Linked DNA regions of Mus musculus: region 2 is linked to region 1. The links are chromatin contacts, called in public promoter capture Hi-C maps. All regions are on one chromosome and are shown on one strand. Each heading gives the region's core, a stretch centred on a gene start, on an enhancer-like site or on the middle of the called end of the contact. The rest is flanking DNA. Distances are from core to core; before and after follow the strand shown.

Region 1 (5,118 bases), core at 742-3,241:
CCGCAGCTCCGCCAGGGCGTTGGTGTGCAGCGCGAGCACGCGCAGCTCCCGTAGGCCCTGGAACACGCCGCGCGGGAGCGCGCTCAGGCGCGGGTTCCGCGTCAGCCCCAGCGTCTGCAAGCCGCTCAGGTTGCGGAAGGCAGCGGCGGGCAGCGTGCTCAGGTGGGTGCCGTTCAGCCACAGCTCCCGCAGGCCGGCCATCTCCCCGAACAACACGTCCGGGAGCTCCTCCAGGGGGTTCTCGAACAGAGTCAGCCGAGACACGCTGCTCACGTGAAGGAAGAGCGCGGGCGGCAGAGACTCCAGGAGGTTTCCGGATAGAGTCAAGGAGCTCAGGTTTCCGAGGCGGTCGAAGGCACCCGGGGCTACGGAGCGGAGGTGATTCCGCTCCAGCCGCAGCTCAGTCAGGGCGCCCAGGTTGCTCAGCAGCCCCGAATCCACAGACGTGAGCTGGTTTGAATAGAGCAGCAGTTTCTCAAGCTTAACTTGAGCCCCAAGCAGTCCCTTGGGCAGGTGGGTCAGGTTGTTTCGCGATAAATCCAACAACTTCAGTTCTCTCAGGCTCGAGAAAAGGTTAGCAGGAAGAAAAGAGAGCTGATTCTGGTTCAAACCGAGCTCCTGAAGGTTACGCAGTTGCTGAAACAGGTTTTGATCAAGGTCCCTTAGTGCATTGTGGTCCAAGAACAGCTGTTCCAAGAGTACCATCTTATCCAGGATCGCACGTGGAAGACGAGAGATTTTGTTGCGCGTCAACCTGAGGGTTTTCAGTTTTACCAGGTCATTGAAGGTGCCGGGGTCGATGGCGGAAATGTGGCTATCTGAGAGCATCAGGCGCTGAAGGACTGTCATGCCGCTGAAGCTGTGGTTCCGCAATATGCCCTGGTCCATTCGGAAGAGCAGGATGTGTGTGAGGTTCGTAGGCAGACCTAGCTCAGCGATGTGAGCCACGCTGCCGCCCGAGCACTGCGCGGCATCGCGGACCACACACTTGCAGGTTTTGGGGCAGGGAAAAGGTTGGGCACGCAAGAGTGCGAGCACCGCGGACAGCAGGGCGCTTCTTAGCATGTCTGAAATGCAAGAGCAAAAACAAGGCTCAGAGCATATCCTGGAGCCCTGCACGCACTGCTGCAAGCACAGTTTTTGGGCCAGCACTCTCACGGCCTTGGAACGCTCAGATACAACCAAGTCTTCCTCTATCTTACAAAGGCTGATTAAAAAAAAATTACTTTTCTATTCAGCATATGTGGGTATTGGAGAGTAGATCAGTCTTACAGGTTCCCATTTTTATCCAGTCAGCCATCTCCCCGGTTCTGTTTAGAGCATTGACATTTGGGCATTTTCAAGCTACAGAATACCTTAAAATCGTTACAGAACGAATTAAAATTGCTACGGTCTTTTTCAGAGAATAGAAAGCAACGCCTCCTGGGACTGGCTGTGTCACTGACTTTAACAAGTTAAGCAGGGAGCTTTATCCCCAACAGTCAGCAAGAGAACCGCAGCAAGGCCCACTTCCACTAGATTCAATTTCTTACATATTTTCAAAGTACCAACACCCCACAACTCATTACACCGTTTTGTAACTCCCGGCCCGGAGCCCAGTGGTGCAGGTGATAATGCCCATTGCTTTATGCCATGCTTTTCTGAACTTTGCACTGTTACAGTAACACGAGTGCAGTAGGCTGGTCGCTCCAGTGTACATGAGGTTAATTTAAGTGTCACATAAGTAGCATTTGAAGATGTTTTTCTGACTCACACATTTAAATAATGAGCTACTGTTTGCTTATACACCAAGCTGCTTAATAAAACTACTCTGGGCATTGAGTTACCCAGGAAGCACACAGTAATACTAGTTTACTCTGTTTCCCAAGTAAAAATTTGTACTGTTTCTTGTACCAGGTCTCCTTCTGCCCCTATACAGACTGAGCCTCTAACTGCATACACTAATTTAAGAATATTTGGCCTTACCTGAAGCAGTTCTGCACCCTGGACTGACTGAAAGGCTTGCAGCTCTGCTTGTGACTTGGCACTTCAGAGAGGAAGAGGGAAGTATTCTTGCATCCTCAAGATAAAGACCTTACCAGATAAAAAGTCAAGAAAAAGACTATCTCCATAGGGCATATTCTAGGTTTTAATGACAAGAGCTTTCAAACTTTCAGAGTCCATAGTTAAAAGTCCTTTTGTAAAAGCTAGAGAGTAGAGGGCCTAAGTTTTCCCAGAAATAGCAGGCTGTCATTACATGGGCCACACTTTTGGTTTTTTTCCATGCTACATTGCACTAACTCATTCCTGTGCAGGAGTATGTGGGTGCATGTGGCAGTGCCTCACTTGTGGGTGTCAGAAAACTTTAGGCAATTGGTTCTCACCTTCCTCCACGTAGGTTCCCAAGGACTCACACCATGTCTTGGGAGGTATCTTTACCTGATGAGCCATCTCTTTTGCTCAACATTTTATTTCTTAAATAAGGCCAATGAATTCTCAAATGCCCGCCCCCAATGGTTGGTCTAGCCATTGTCAAACATGTTCAGTAATAGCATTGCTCAAGGGTTCGTGTTCAGTTTAACTTAATGTCAAACTGCCTACCACCGTGGTTGTATTGCCACAGTGCCACACTGTGTGTAAGAACTCCTGGTCTTCACGTCTCTGACCTGGACTTCAATCCTGGTCATTCAGATTGTTTCCATGATGCCTATTCCTTAGGCTTAGGCTCAGCCCAAAGAGCAAAATGGCATACCAATCTACCAACCTATGGTCTCAATATGCTTTATAACGTTGCATTTCTGTATAATGACAAACTTGATGTCTTTCTTTACAGTGAAGGGCCACCTGTTCTTCAGCTTCTGAGAAACTCGAGTTCCCCTTTTATGTCTATTTTTCTCTCAACAACTTGGCTATGTATATGTAGCTCATGCTAGCTTCAAATTTACAATCTTCTGGCCTTAGTGTCCTAGAGTTTGGGAATCACAAAGAATGCATCACAATGTCCAGCTGTGCTCATTTTTCCTATATGTAACTATAACATAGACATTCTTTATAAGTGCTATTATCTATTGGTTGTCAAGTCACAGATTATCAAGTAGATCCCTCCAAGGGGGAATACCCACCAATTCCTTTAAATGCTCTCACGCTGTTTCCCTTAGCATTCAGATCCAGGGGTACAGATCTCTTTGTATGTACCTAAGAGGCAGAGTTACGTTAAATATGCTTCTATCACTATTTTCCACTTTTCACCCACTTTAAGAACAAGATCCAGAGCCTGGGGAGATAGCTAGATAAGCAAAATGCTTGCCTTGTAAGCATGAAGACTCATTCAATCCCTGGAACTTCACAAGGGGAGCTAAGCACAGTAGGCAGAGGGATCCCTGGACCTTACTTCAAAAAGTCTGGCTGGCTCTGGTTTTCACCAAGCAGCAACCCCAGAGTCCCCAACTGCCATTCTGCTTGCAGTGTGCACCAGCCAGCCAGCTCTTCCCCCAACCAGTCCATCAAACTAAATAGCCAAGCTGCCTTCCTCTCAACCAGCCTCCCAGGCAAAAACAACGAAACCCCATCTACAGTGAAACTGTTTCTGAGAGAGCTAGCTGTAGCCACATAATCAAACAAGTGTGTAAGGATCCAGGAAAAAATATTGACATATTTAATTCATTAAAATTTTTTATTTTGAATAGCTTTAATCAAAAAGGATTTCATATGGTATTTACAATGCTGAATGTACAATTATGAATATCTACCTTTTTGACAAAAGGGTACCATTCTTGAGCAGCAATACAATTTTAAAAATATAAAGATGTGTCATTTCTGATATATAAAGTTACTTAAAAAAAATCCACGGTCTCAGGGAATTCACAAATTATAACAGGAAGTAACTTTTATTAATTTCATGTGCACATAATTACCAAATTGTAATACATTAAAAATACATGTAAATGCCCAGACTGTACAAAAGTTAATTCCCTATTTTGTTAAAAGTTCCCAGTAGCCTCCCACCATAAATATACAAAACCCTTTTAATTGATACAACAAAACTGCATGCATGAGATATTAGATGTTCTCTAAAGCTTGAAGTTGATCTTCACTGGATATGAATTTTTGCTGCTTTTGGAAAAAAATATATATGAAAGAAACACATTATTTACCATGCCTTTGAAACTGTGCAGTACTTTCATCAACATGGGAAACAAAATGAAGTATAAAAACAAGAAGAGGTTTGCTTAAATGGAAAGCGTTTGAATCTCAGGCTTGTTGGCGCCACACTCGCCCAAGCACTGTCTGCAGCATTCCCTTACAGCAGTTGGTGCTACAAGATAGAAACCGGTTACCATTATTTATTTATATGTAAGGGAGGAAAACAAACAACTTTAAACAACCCTGAGGGAGACCCACATTAAAAAATCTTATTTATTTAAAAAGTTAAAAAGCTACATATCATTATTTAACAATTACTTTACCAGACATTTCTGTCCTTTAAGTATGTGCATAAATAAAATTTAAATCAGCAATATTATCAATCTTAATACATCAAAATAATATATGTACAGATTTTAAAATTTAGGTCTGTATATATTCAAATAATTTAATGTAAAATTCAGAACCAAAATTACTATGTAATGATGACTTACAGAAGACTCAGTCTACCTATGGCACTAAGCAGGACCCATGTCTGCATTCACAGACATTCTTCGAACAATATTCTCAACTGGAATAACCTATCTTATCTATGTTCAAATCTAACTTCGTACAAATGCTTTCTCTCACCTACATAAAACCTTGTTCCTTTGCAAACAATATGGACAGATGAGATATAAACCCTTATCAACTCTAAATGTTAAAATGAACTGTCAAAATAGCCTTTATGATCATGCTCTTAAAGATGTTAAGTACAACTGATATTGGGTTTCTAAGCTGTAGTTAGCAATTAATCATGTTTCAGTATTTAAACCAAAGAATAAGAGTTAACAATTCAGAAAATGATTGAATAACATTAACATTATTTGAAATGAACATAGAAAGTATAAAACAATAGATAATAAGTAACCATAGAAAATAGTGCTAATTCACAGCTCAAGAGGTCTAAGATGCATAGCTTCATAGAATCATTCACGGGACAATTGTTCTTATTAT
Region 2 (5,118 bases), core at 1,634-4,133, 280 kb after region 1:
AGAAGGCTGCCATTTCACATTGTGTCTGGATGTCTCTGCCTGCCTGTGTGTCTTTTTTGTGTGGAGAGAGGGCTTTGCAACTTAGCCTAAGCTGGGGATTATTTGTAGCCCAGGCTAGCCTCAAACTATGGCAGGTGCTGCACAGGTGCTGGGATCATAAGTGTGCGCCACTATGAACAGCTGTCTCTGTCCAATCACCTACTCATCACCCAATCTTGTCATACAGAAACTACTATGAGCCTGCTTAGGTCCACTGTTTCTTAGACTTCCTTCAAAACATGTAAGAGAATATTTTAAAAATTAATAAAATGCATCTTTGAACATTCTATGAGTAGCCAGCACAATGTATGAGAGTAACTGGTTCTAAATAAAAGTATTTGGAACAAATGAATGAATGACTTTCTAAGCATGACATTTATACTAGTAAGAGAAATAACATACCAGCATCTGTCAGCATCTGAGTTCTTAGAACACACTTACAACAGTGACTAAACACAAAGTGCCAGACAGCAGCAAGGATGTTTTGAACTCAATGATGAAATACAACCTTTGTTCTGTGTTTAAGCCAGGGTCTCACTATGTAACCTTGGCTGGCCTGGAATGGATGTAGACCAGGCTGGCCTGGAATTCATAGAGGATCCATCTGCTTCCGCTTCCACAGTGCTGGGATTAAAGGCATGTACCACCATGCCTGACATCTGAAGCGTTCTTTAGAGCTGAATTTAAAAACCAGTGTGGTCTTTGCCTTACACTCATGGAACTTTCCCATACTGCTTTTTGGATTCATATGAAGTAGGCAAGACGGCAGTGTGACCAGTGTCACAGGCACTAGGTAATAAACAACTCACCAGCCACAAACTCGGTCCCTGCAAGTTCTGCAGTTGCAAGAAAGTCCTCCAGGGAGCTCTGCTCTGTCACAGACTGAAGATTCAGACGACCCCAGTCATAGCCATCATTGAGTTCACTTGTATGCAGCTGTGAATAAACCCAGAGTGAAGAGTGAGGCAGCTCTCTTGTGGAAGCTCTTCGCATCCACACAGCTCTACCGTTGCTTGTACTGGCCTATGTTCTCAAAGTGGCTGGACTCTTCTAGAATGTACACAGGCAATACCTAATCCTAGCTAAGATGGGGGCACAGCTCAGCAGAACACTTGCCCGTTGCTGTCAACAGTGTCGATATCCAACAACGCAAAAAAACAAGATCAAATATTTAAATGAACAGTTTCTTACCTCAGCAAGGGCACGCCCCCTTTATTGAAGCGAATTTTATTGTGTCCTCATTTTACTATCAAGGAAACTGAGGTTTAAATAGGTAAAATAATTTACCTATTGTTCCAAACTAAGTACTGATGAAGAACTAGAACCCAGACTGTCTTGACTCGGCTGGCCAATTAAAAATATTTCATAGGGATCTATGAGAGAGAATATTTTAAAGCCAAGTGTGGTGGTGCATGCTGTCATCAAAGGAGCAGGAGTCTCAGAGACCACAAGTTTAAGGGCCATCGTGAACTGTGTAGAGATCTGTTTCCCCACTCCCCTTAGTCTCCTCTGCCCCAAATCCCAAGGGCTGGGAGACTGACTTGCCTGGAATGACCATTAAAAAAAGAGCTACCTGCTAATTGATTTCTCATACAACCCTGAGTTTGGACAGGCGGTGGTGGCGCACGCCTTTAATCCCAGCACTTGGGAGGCAGAGTCAGGCGGACTTCTGAGTTCGAGGCCAGCCTGGTCTACAGAGTGAGTTCTAGGACAGCCAGGGCTACACAGAGAAACCCTGTCTTGCAAAAAAAAACAAAACAAAACAAAAAACAAACAAAAAAACCCAAAAAACCAAAACAACCCTGAGTTTGATATATACCATCCCAAGTTATATGCTTACTACAGATACAAACATAGTTTTTTTTTTTTTAAACGAAATTAAGGATTAAAAGCTTAGGATTAACAAATATCAGGATATGAGTTAGAATTTCTTTAGATTAAAATTAAACCTCTCCACTATTTCCCGAAGGCCAGTACATTGAGAGTAGTATCAAAAGTCCAGACTTGAACACTGAGAAAGAAGCATGTGTGTCTTCCTCAGAGTTTGGAAATGGGACGATGTAACGGACACGCACCAGGGACAACTTCAGCACAGGATTTTAGTGAGGACTCGGAATGTCCTCAAATACTCTGCTGGGATTAATTTCTATACTTCATTTACTTTTTAAGGCTACCACGATCTTCCCTAAGCTTCTAGAGACAATGTCAATTTCTTACGATAAACCCCAAGGGGGCAAAACAAGGCAAAGCAGAGATCGCCTCTAACGGAACCATCTCTAGAGGATCGATTCTCTGGGCAACTAAAATCGGAAAGTTTAAAAGATCCAAGCATGGTGGCCACGGCTTGTAAACCCAGAACTCTCCAGGCACAGGCACGAGGAAGGCAGTCCTGAGCCAAACTTGGCTGCATACGGAGACTTTGTTTCAAAATTTTACGATAACAAGTTATCTTCTTTATAGAAATATCCAAGAGCGCCCGTGGCTTCTAGAGCATAACTCAAACACAGTGAAACATTCCAACACGATGGGTTCTTCCCATTTTCATTACACACTAGTCCTGTATCAAGCCTCTCTGCGCCCTGCTGGGGTCTGCTTCCAAACCCTGTTCAGGCGCGACTTCTGGCTCCAACTTTTGTAGCATGGAGGCACTCAGAACAAGACAGAAAGACTATGGAGAGCACAGATTTCCTTACCCAGGAGTCAGTATGACGGTGGCTGCGGCTTCGCTGAGTCTGCTGCCGGATAAGTACTCGGCCCAGGGACCCACCACCCGGCGCTCGTCTCCGACCCATAACCACGCATCAACAGCACAAACCACTGCTCAGCACGCGAGGCTTCCGGTTTCTCCGGCTGTGAACCCGGAAGTGATGTAAGAGCGAGCCTAAGTTGTCCAGTCCGGAAGTGTAACAGCGGGGTATTGAATGACTTGTTTCAGAATGATTTTGGTAGATCCCAAGTTTGACAATATTATAGAGAAGAAATGTAAAATTTTTTTCTCGGTGATTCCTTATGGCTACTCCTACGACTGTTTCCATTTTGATACACTGACCGATTTAAGAGAATGGTACATTCCAGACTTGTACTCCACTGTTTAAAGTCCGGCGGGAAATTGGGACAACTGGAAAATATGTCCGCTCAAGTTCACGGGACTAACTCCATCTTCCCCGCGGCTTCCGTCAGGAAGAGGAGGGGACTCCGGTGAAAGAAGAGTGCTTCTGTGGCTCTAGGTGGCAGAAGGTTCCCGATGCTGGTTTTTCTGCTCAGCAATTAAATCGATTTTTGTTTTCCTAGTATTCACTAGTTGCGGAGCAGGGAGAAAAATTCACACATGGGTGAGAGTTTAGAATGGGCAGTTAAAAAGCATTTTCAGAACTAGAAAGTGAAAGCCGGCGGCGTTGCGCTTCTGCTTTCTGGAGCAGAAAAAAAAAAGTTCACATGTTCCAGTGAGCATTGTATCAACATTTTTTATAATTAAAGTTAAAGCGAAAATAGTGATCTGGCTCCACTAATAGATATTCAATGCCCCAAACCAATCATCGGCTTTCCTCGTAATGTGTATATATAAAAAGTCAATTTAAGCCAGGCGTGGTGACACACACCTTTAATCCTAGCACTTGGGATACTGGATGGCAGATCTCCACAAAGAGAGCTCCAGGACAGTCAGGGCTACACAGTGAGACCCTTTCTAAAAAAGAAAAAAGAAATCAGTTTATAATCGACTGTGTTGAATAACATCCTCATTGGGGAGACCACGGTAACATGCTGCTTAGCCATGGAAGTAGTTTTCACCGGCTATAGATCAAAGACATGCTATGAGTTAGGAGTCTTGTTACACTTCCATTATTATTGAGAGTACTCGGTCATTGTTGCTAACTTGTTTGATTAATCTATGTATAATAAAATATTATAACTAAGTGGCACATAAACATGTATATATACACATATATGTGTATCTATGTATACGCACGCGCACACACACACATGCATGCCCACAATATTTTTACTTGTCAGTTAAAATAATTACGAAAAACATCAGGAAGGCACCTAGTCTGTTAACTTTTCTAACTTTAATGTGTACAGAAATTTCCCAGGAATAACCTTAACAGAATGACTGATTCATAAGTTCTGGGTGCTGTGTGTGTGTGTGTGTGTAACACGTTTCCAGGTAACAAGTAACAAGAGCAGCCCAGCCCGTTCTTTTCTGGTGCCGATGAAGACGCTGCAGTGGACTAGTTAGCAGCCAGCAGAACTGGGACCACACCGCTCACCCATTTCTGACTCTTTGCCCACTTCCTTTTTGTGTGCCATACCTCCACTAGACTCTTGCTTAATTGGAGTGAATTTTGTGGAGCTCCCAAAGGAATGACAAAGTCGGTGGCAGTTGGAAAGTCTTTGGGACGGCAGTGCTCACAAACCAGAGAAGGAATGGACGAGAACATGAATTCTCTGTTTCCCAGCATAGAAGCACGACTGTAAAATCTCTGAACACACTCTCCAGGAGGAAGATAGAGAGAAGATACACAAATAGAATTAGAGACAGCATCTGTTTTTGTTTTTTTTTTTTTATGCAAGAGCAAGAGAAATTTTATTTAATCCAGCATGCAGGGGTCACCCTGCATATAGGGAGAGAGCGACCGCATCTGGCACTGTTAAAGTTAACCCTAACTCAAGGAAATGAAGAGGGTTATGCATTTTAATAATGGCAACACTAATAGAGAGTTTAGAGAAAATGGCCATCTCATTACTAGAGTAACCATTCAACCAGTAACTCAAGGCTTCACCTTAGTTTCCTTTTCCAGAGCATTTGAAAAAGGAAACCCTCTTGGCTGGTTGGTTAGTTAGTTAGTTTGTTTAAGACAGACTCATATCCCTCGTCCCATACGGTTTCTCTGTGTAGTCCTAGCTGTTCTGGAATTCACTCTGTAGACCAGGTTTGCCTAACTCAGAGAAATCTGCCTGCCTCTGCTCCTCAGATGCTGGGACTAAAGGTATGCACCACCAGCTCTGTGCTCAAAATGAAAATTTAATCAAAATTTTTTTGGGAGTGTCAAAAGAGCACCAACATGGTAAGATTAATAG

The links. Promoter capture Hi-C pulls out the DNA fragments that hold promoters and counts their contacts.
Region 2: a contact with region 1 is called in a promoter capture Hi-C map of neural stem cells. The contact joins the promoter of Lsg1 here to the promoter of Gp5 in region 1. A contact is called at or near these places in 1 of 39 promoter capture datasets (neural stem cells), 4 of 115 datasets of contacts at active chromatin or transcription factors (effector CD8 T cells, large pre-B cells, memory CD8 T cells and 1 more) and 1 of 9 other capture datasets (embryonic stem cells).

What each region holds. Positions count from the first base shown.
Region 1 is chr16:30,308,790-30,313,907 of GRCm38.p6, forward strand. It overlaps Gp5 (glycoprotein 5 (platelet)), which reads right to left and starts at 1,992. Exons shown (of 2, transcript NM_008148.4): 1 at 1,966-1,992; 2 at 1-1,067. The coding sequence starts at 1,065. Atp13a3 (ATPase type 13A3) reads right to left here. Exons shown (of 34, transcript NM_001128096.1): 34 at 3,634-5,118.
Region 2 is chr16:30,584,706-30,589,823 of GRCm38.p6, forward strand. Lsg1 (large 60S subunit nuclear export GTPase 1) reads right to left here and starts at 2,884. Exons shown (of 14, transcript NM_178069.5): 1 at 2,733-2,884; 2 at 849-975. The coding sequence starts at 2,831.